Regions from separate parts of the Nomascus leucogenys genome. Here region 2 is linked to region 1. The links are chromatin contacts, called in public Hi-C maps. All regions are on one chromosome and are shown on one strand. The core of a region is the stretch at or near the end of the contact, and the rest is flanking DNA. Distances in the headings are between cores, read along the strand shown.

Region 1 (3,808 bases), core at 834-3,333:
TATTTTATTTTATTTTATCTTATTTTATTTTATTTTATTTTTTTGAGATGGAGTTTTGCTCTTGTTGCCCAGGCTGGAGTGCAATGGTGCCATTTCGGCTCACTGCAACCTCCGCCTCCCGGGTTCAAGTGATTCTTCTGCCTCAGCCTCCCAAGTAGCTGGGATTACAGGCATGTGCCACCATGCCTGGCTAATTTCATATTTTTAGTAGAGATGGGGTTTCTCCATGTTGGTCAGGCTGGTCTCGAACTCCCGACCTCAGGTGATCCGCCCACCTCTGTCTCCCAAAGTGCTAGGATTACAGGTGTGAACCACTGTGCCTTGCCTAATATGTGCTATTATCAAGCATAGTAGATGCTTAATCAATTGGTATTAGTATGCAGAGGAATTTTGATCAACTTCGTCTTTCTGCGTTAATGAACAAATATGTTGTTTCAGTGACTCTCCCTGGCAACTGGTAAACAGGGAAGCTTCTAGGCACTGAGGATAGACAAATGACTGAGACAGAACCCTTGCCCTCAAGGCGGTTTCAGTCTTGGCTTTATTTGTCTTTTCTGCAGACATCATCACTCTTTTTTTTTTTTTTAAGATGGAGTCTCGCTCTTGTTGCCCAGGCTGGAGTGCAGTGGTGCGATCTCGGCTCACTGCAACCTCTGTTCCAGCGATTCTCCTGCCTCAGCCTCCTGAGTAGCTGGGATTACAGGCATGCACCACCACACCCGGCTAATTTTTTAAAATTATTTTTAGTAGAGACGGGGTTTCTTCATGTTGGTCAGGCTGGTCTCGAGCTCCCGACCTCAGGTGATCGGCCCACCTCAGCCTCCCAAAGTGCTGGGATTACAGGCGTGAGCCACCGTGCCCGGCCCCCAGACATCATCTCCTGAAGGCGGCATGGTGATTTGTAGACGAGGCTCTTCATAAATATTTGAATGCAATATAGTGCAAAGAGAGCAGGTTTGGAGCCAGGAGACATGAGTTCTAATCTGGCTATGGGATATTAGGTTTCCATAGGTAACTATTAGGTCCCACGCGTAACTAGCTATGGCACATCAGGTTTCTGTTTCCTTAAAAATGAGAGAGTTGATTAGAGATTCCCTAAGGCCCAGGTGCAGCTCCTACATCTTTATGGGAGTAACTCAGAGGTAGCCATCTGGTTGGCAGTCTACCCTTTGGAGTTGGCGGAAGAACTCAGCCATTTTGTTTTTGTTTTGTTTTGGAATGGAGTCTTGCTCTGTCACCAGGCTGGAGTGCAGTGGCTTGATCTCGACTCACTGCAACCTCTGCCTCCCAGGTTCAAGCGATTCTCCTGCCTCAGCCTCCCAAGTAGCTGGGACGGCGTGCGCCACCAAGCCCAGCTAATTTTTGTATTTTTAGTAGAGACGGGGTTTCACCATGTTGACTAGGATGGTCTCGATCTCTTGACCTCGTGATCCGCCCACCTCGGCCTTCCAAAGTGCTGGGATTACAGGCGTGAGCCACCCCACCCGGCCGAACTCAGCCGTAAGACCTCTTCCTGTTTTAATCTCCTGCTTGAAAGGTAGCAAGCCAAGAGAAAGCATGGTCTTTACAGTCACTGGGTGTCCAGAGGGAGGTGATATCTGCTAAATTGGTTCTCGAGGTGGGATTTCCCCAGTCCCGACTGGGCATCTTAGACTTAATGGGGTTGCTTCCTATGGCTAACCTGGCCAGCTGACTTAACAAACAGCCTGGCCTGCCCCTCTCCAGCCTCTAGGTAGGCCCGGTGGACAGATAGGAGGGGCAGTGCCTTCAGAGAGATGATACAGATGGGAAGTCAACTAGCTAGCTTAGGCATTAATTTCTTGGGGGGTAAGAGATGTGAGGGGGTGTCAGTTTCCACCATCCCTTCTCTATGGCCCCCACAAAGGGCAAGGGCCAGACACGTGGGCTGGCGTGGGGAGGTGGAGAAGCAAATGATGGGGGCGGGGCCTCATTTGCATGGACGGCGCGCGGCCACCAATCCGGACAGGCGGATCGACAGCCCGCGCGCCTTTTGGGGGCGGACTGACAGCCCCGGGGCCCTATGGAAGGCGGGTCCTGCGGCCGGCTGGGGCGGGACGGCGCCGGGCGCTGCCCCGGGGATTCGGGCCGGCTCGCGGGCGCTGCCAGTCTCGGGCGGCGGTGTCCGGCGCGCGGTCGGCCTGCTGGGCGGGCTGAAGGGTTAGCGGAGCGCGGGCAAGGCGGAGAGTGACGGAGTCGGCGAGTCCCCGCGGCGACAGGTACCGGCGCCATGGCCGCGGAGATGGGGCGGCCGGCCGCGGCGCCCCGGGAGCCGAACGCCCTCCTTCCAGGTCCCGCCGCGGCCGCGCTCGCTGCCTCAGCTCCCACCCCCACGCGGCTTCGCAGCCCAGGAGCCGCGTGTCGCGGGAGAGCAGGGTCCGGAAGCCTCGAGGAGAGCGCGCGGGAGGCCTTGGCCCCACTGCGGCGCCCCTCGCCGCGCTCCAGGGGCCGCGGGGCCGGTGCTCCCCGCGGGAGGCGCGGAGACTAGTGGCCGCGGGCGCCGCTCTCCGCCCCCGCCGGCCTCTCCCGGCAGAGGCGAGGCCGGTCGCGCCCGCCCGTCCTCACTGGGCTTTTGTTTCCCGCCCGGGATGACAGGTCCCGCGCCGCCTCCGGTCTCTGGCCCCCGGCTCTCCCGGGACAGGCGGCGGGACCCTCAGCCGGCACCGCTGCGGGCGGGAGCCAAACTTCGCTTTCGGGTCCGGGCGCCGGAACAACCGGACCCCAGGGCGAGCCGAGCGCCGGGACGCCGCGGGCGCGGGGCGGATTCGCCCACCTGGCGGGGCTGTGAAGGGGATGGTGGCGGGGTGGCTGCGCTCCGGGTGTGGACGGGCGGTCCCCGCCTTCACCTGCCGCCTCGGGACAAGCGTTGGGGAACCGCATCGCCGCTGTCGGCCGCTTGTGGAGGAGTCCGCGCAGCGCCGTCTAACAGGTGATCCGCGTCACTCCCAGGCCATACCGAAGCGGCTGAACGCTGTCCCAGGGCTCCTTATGCTCTTCTGTTCTGGGACGTGAAAACGCCTTCCGCCTTGTTGATCGTCCAAAAAGGTGCACCGGTCACAGTGTAAGAGTCAAAAACCAGTATTACCAAAAAGACACTTCGAGCGTCAGGGTGCAGAGTGGCTTTCTTCGATTAACGAGCCGGCAGGAACATCGTAGTTTCTAAAATCGGGTTCTGCAGTGGTGGCGAAAGCGTAGTAAGGTTCAAGTTGTAAGCGGAGATGCAGAACTCTAGATACCCTTCAGTGTGGTTCAGGACAGTGTGTTCAGCGTTTGGCCGCCGTTCAGTAAATTCTGCATGAAGCAGTTTGAGCTCGTGGTTTTGGATTTACTTTTCAGGAGTATGTTTTCCAGTGGAATAAGGCTTACTACTGAATGGGAGCTTTCTTTGCCTCTCTGAGGGTAGACAGGAGTGTTTATTTTCATTGTCTTCCCATTTTGTTAGATTGTGGACAAGGGAAAAGTTAAAGCATATTTTGGTTAAGTATTTTTAATAGTCTGGGATTCTATTCACCTCCCCCATAAGGGTTTTTACTTTAGAGAATTATAAAATAATTCTCTAAAGGGAGCTGCTTCTCTTGGTGTTTGAATCAAAAGCCAAGAATCGAAAAAAATTCTTATTCTGGTGGGAAATTTTTATTGTCATACTTTCACTTCACTATTTTCTGTTTGTCTCTCCCCTAGCAGACCTCTGCCTGACAATCTACAATTATGGCCCTGACCAATTTAGAGATTATATACAAATAAAATTTTTAAAACGAGGGTTATTAATACTCATTATTTGTGAGAAACA
Region 2 (3,808 bases), core at 818-3,317, 40 kb before region 1:
GGCCTGGACATGCCATGAATGAACTCAGGTCTCATCACAGAGAGTACACAGGTTAGCTAGTGTACTCACTGTGCTTGGTTGAGGAGTCTAGAGTTGATAACATACACAATAAATGATGTTTGAGAAAGATTATTCCAGCAGGGCGTGTAGGAGGAAGGAAAAAGAAAGGACAGTGTGGCAGCTGCTGTGAGAATTTGGGCCAAAGGTGGAATCTATGGGGCTGGAGGGGAAAGGGTGAAGGAGAAAAGTAATGAACAAACAATATCTTTTGAAATAAAAGCAACAAAGGGAAGAATTTGATAAGAGATCAGACATAAGGATGGTGAAGGAGAGAAAGCAGTTAAAAATTAATCTACCTTTGCAGTGAGTTTCAGGACTGGGAGGGTCATGGTGGGCAATGGGGAGGAGCTGGTGTGATGGGCATGAATATGAGTTCGGTCACTTCTAGGCCATGTAAGGGCAGGTGTCCTGTATGTGACTGGACTTGGAGATAGGGAAGTCCAGAAGAGCAGTGGGCTGATGTCTAAGAGTGTCCCTGTCACAGCCTCGAGCAATCACTGACCTGGGATCACGGACAAATTTCAAGCATCAGGAAGAGGGTGGGAGTAGATGGCAGTGAAGGTGCCTCCTGACTGGGAGATGCAGTGTGCATTGGCTGGGTAAGAGCCTGTGTGGGAAGTGTGATGTATGTATGGGAAGGGGGTCCACGGCCCAGGCCTGTGTTGGCATCTTTAGCCACAGAGGGTGCCAGAGATGCCATCAGATGGCAGGAGGCCCAGGTGAGGCACTTCAGCAGCCTGAGGTCCCTCCCCTAGGCCCACTCTCAAAGGCCCTGGAGCCCAGGCCTATGCTGCCTGCCAGGGCCTTTCCCGGAACCACTCCTCCCCGCCTGCCCTGGCACTCTCCAGGCACAAAGCATCCCTCGGGGCACTGCGCAGGCACCCCAGGAAGCTGGGACGTGAGACAGGTCCCCACCCCCAGGAAGAACCCTGCTCTGGGCTGCTGTCATCCTCCCAATGGCCCCACAAGACACCAGGAGACAGCCTAAGTCCCCAGTGGGGACTCCAAATGGGACCCCATTTCCCCTGCATAGAGGGGGAAGGAGGAGCTTTGTGGCTAGGTGGCAGGATTCCTGGGTCTTTATTGTGGTTTGGGGGTGGGGGCAGAAAAGCAGGGTCTCTGTGTGTTTTGACACCACACCACCTGCCTCTCCCTCCCTCCGCGGAGGAAATCTTCAGGGGCCTAGTGATTTTGAGGGGAGGGGGCAGGAAGAGACTCTGAACTCTGGGTCAGCTGAGGACAGAGATAGGGGAGATCCTCTTGCCCTACGTCCCACTTTTCTCCTAGGATCCTCTTCCTCGGCTCCCTGCTCCACCACTACCCCAGAACAAACTCCTACCTCTGTTTGCAACTAAGAGTTACATCCCCCATGCCAAGACCTTCCGAGGCGTCCCAGAGGGGTGAGGTTTGGGGAAAACAGGACATGTACACAGCAGCTGTGTGCCTGGCCACACCTGTCGGGTGGGGTGAGGAGAGTGCTCCTCCCAGGTGGGCAGAGTCTGCTGCGCTCAGGTTGGGGGCTGGGAGACGCTTTAATAGAGGGGCGAGAAGGCAGAGGGATGCGCAAACCGGCCACGTGGAGGTCCCGCGCGGCAGGCTGGGGCGCGAGCAGAGGAGCGGGCCGTATGCTCGCCCCTCCCGTTCCAGGGAGCCGCCGAGTGCCGGGTCGTCGCTGACCGCAGGCTGCAAGAGCGGTTGATCTGGTGAGCGAGCACACCCACTTACCCAGCTGCTGAGTCAGGCTGTTCTCGCTCGCGCTCGCCCGCCCGCCCGCCCGCTCGGGACATTGTGTTCCAGCTCCGGCGCGCTGGCAGCGGGCCCAGGCGCTCACACCAGCCTCCTCGCCCTGTTTGTGCTCGCGGCTTGCGCTCGGCGCGCAGCTTCCCGGCCGCCGCAACCATGCGATTGCACGCTGGGGCAGGGGTTGGCGAGCAACCTCCGGGGCGCGCGTGGGCCCCGCAGCCCTGCCCACTCACCGGCCTTGGAGCACCCAGACCTAGCCATCCCCCATTTGCTCCTGCTTGGGTACCCCAGGCTTGGGTGGCGCCTGGATTAGCACAGCTGGGGGAGGGAGCAGGTGTGGGGAGCTCTACGAGCAGAAGGAGCCACCCAGGCTGCCGCCAGCGCCCAGTCCGTGCTTCTCCAGCGCTCAGTCCAGCAGGCAGGAGGAGGATAGCTGGAGCTCGCCAGCCCCAGACTTGCGAGACCTGGGACGCAGTCACGTGACAACGGAAGCCCGTGTTGAGGGGGCCAATTCAAGCAATCCCCAGGAGGACCCTCCCCTTTCCTAGCCCCCCTTCCCTGATCCTTCACAGAAGCCTGGAACACGGAGACTCCAGGGATTCCCGGGGCTGGCAAACCAAGCCCAGCACTTTTGGACGGTTTGGGAAATCCCTGGCAGGACGCCGGGAGCAGGGAGAGCCCAGACACTGGCGGGTGGGTGTGGACGACAGGGTGGAAGAAGGGCAAGGCCAAGGAAGACGACCCCAAACTGCCCCTGGAATCTGACCCTTCCGTGTGTTTAGCTCCAAACACCTGGTTTATTCAGAGCCACGTTTTCTCCTTACCCATCCTTCTGTGGAAAGACATCACTAAGTGCTGGTCCTAAAGATCCCACCCTCTCCAAACTAAGGAGAGAACAAAGCATTTATATAGCACGTCCACCGTGTGGAAGGCTCTGTATTGGGTCCTGCTAAAGAATGTCACCACGAGGTTAAGACACAGTCCTGAAGTCCTTTGTTCTCCTTCCTTCCCACCTCCACAGTTTGCTGTGCCATTTCTCATGCCAGGAGTGCCCGTCCTCCCTGTCTACCCATCTCTGCTGCTCCAGCTCATAAAGCTTCCTTGAAACAGTGCCAGCCAAATCTGATTCCTGTCTCCTCTGAACGCCCAGCACACTCAGTTTGTACCTTTCTCACGGCACAGCGTGTGGCCTGTCTCATATTCTAGAGATCTGTTTACTAATCCTGTTCTTCTAACCAGATTAGAAAGTCCTTGAGGCAGAAACAAAGTCTGCTTCTTCTTTGAGCCCTCTCCTCCACTGCCCCCGCCTCCTGCCACCATTCCAACTCATCCGCCACAGGCCGGGCTTGGCACCGGAGTTCATGTTCAATAAATATTGGGTGTATTGAAATGATATCCTCCCCTTGGGCAATTGAAGAGACAAACACACTGGATGTTAGGTTAAATAATAACCCAAGCCAGCAGGTGGTGAGTACCAAATGTGTGTAATAGCTATAGGGACTCAAAAGAAAGAAGGTGGTGATATGGGAGAAAGATCCCAGGAGGTTCTAGGCCTTGAGCTGTGTGTGTGTGTGTGTGTGTGTGTGTGTGTGTGTGTGTGTGTGGAGGAGGAGGAGACGGGAGGGGTGGACGTGACTCATTCTGCTTGACATCACCACAAAATAACCTCCACGCTAGGCACTTCACATGCATTATCTCTAATATTTAAGGTTGGGGGGATAGGATTGGGAGGCTTGGAGGGGACAGTGCCCAAGCCAGGCCCGCCTTCCCAAAGCCAACCAGAGAGAGCATAGAGGCAGCCTTGGATCTGGGCTCCCCACTCTCAGTGCCTGGGCACTGCCTGTTCTCTGGCCTGCCACTCCTACATACGACACCCAAGAGAGCTGCCCAGCACTGCCTAGTTTTGGATGCACTCTGGTCCCACCCTGGTGAACAACTGCCTGTGTGACCTTGGACAAGGCACTTCCTCACCGTCATCTGTACCTCCGTTGCAGCCCTTACAGGC

Evidence for each region. A called contact is a pair of places that touch in the nucleus more often than the background predicts.
Region 2: a contact with region 1 is called in a Hi-C map of a lymphoblastoid cell line, with 2.7 times the contacts expected there. The contact joins the enhancer-like site here to the promoter of FKBP5 in region 1. A contact is called at or near these places in 2 of 4 Hi-C or Micro-C datasets (a lymphoblastoid cell line and an unstated tissue).

What each region holds. Positions count from the first base shown.
Region 1 is chr22a:56,753,031-56,756,838 of Asia_NLE_v1, reverse strand. FKBP5 (peptidyl-prolyl cis-trans isomerase FKBP5) reads left to right here and starts at 2,083. Exons shown (of 11, transcript XM_030802745.1): 1 at 2,083-2,237.
Region 2 is chr22a:56,793,005-56,796,812 of Asia_NLE_v1, reverse strand. No RefSeq gene overlaps it. Among named protein-coding and RNA genes, the nearest start is that of ARMC12, 8.8 kb to the left of the region's middle. Within about 2 kb of position 2,067, the one cell type or tissue checked has an H3K27ac peak away from gene starts, as active enhancers do. A contact at or near this core is called in a lymphoblastoid cell line, where this site is marked.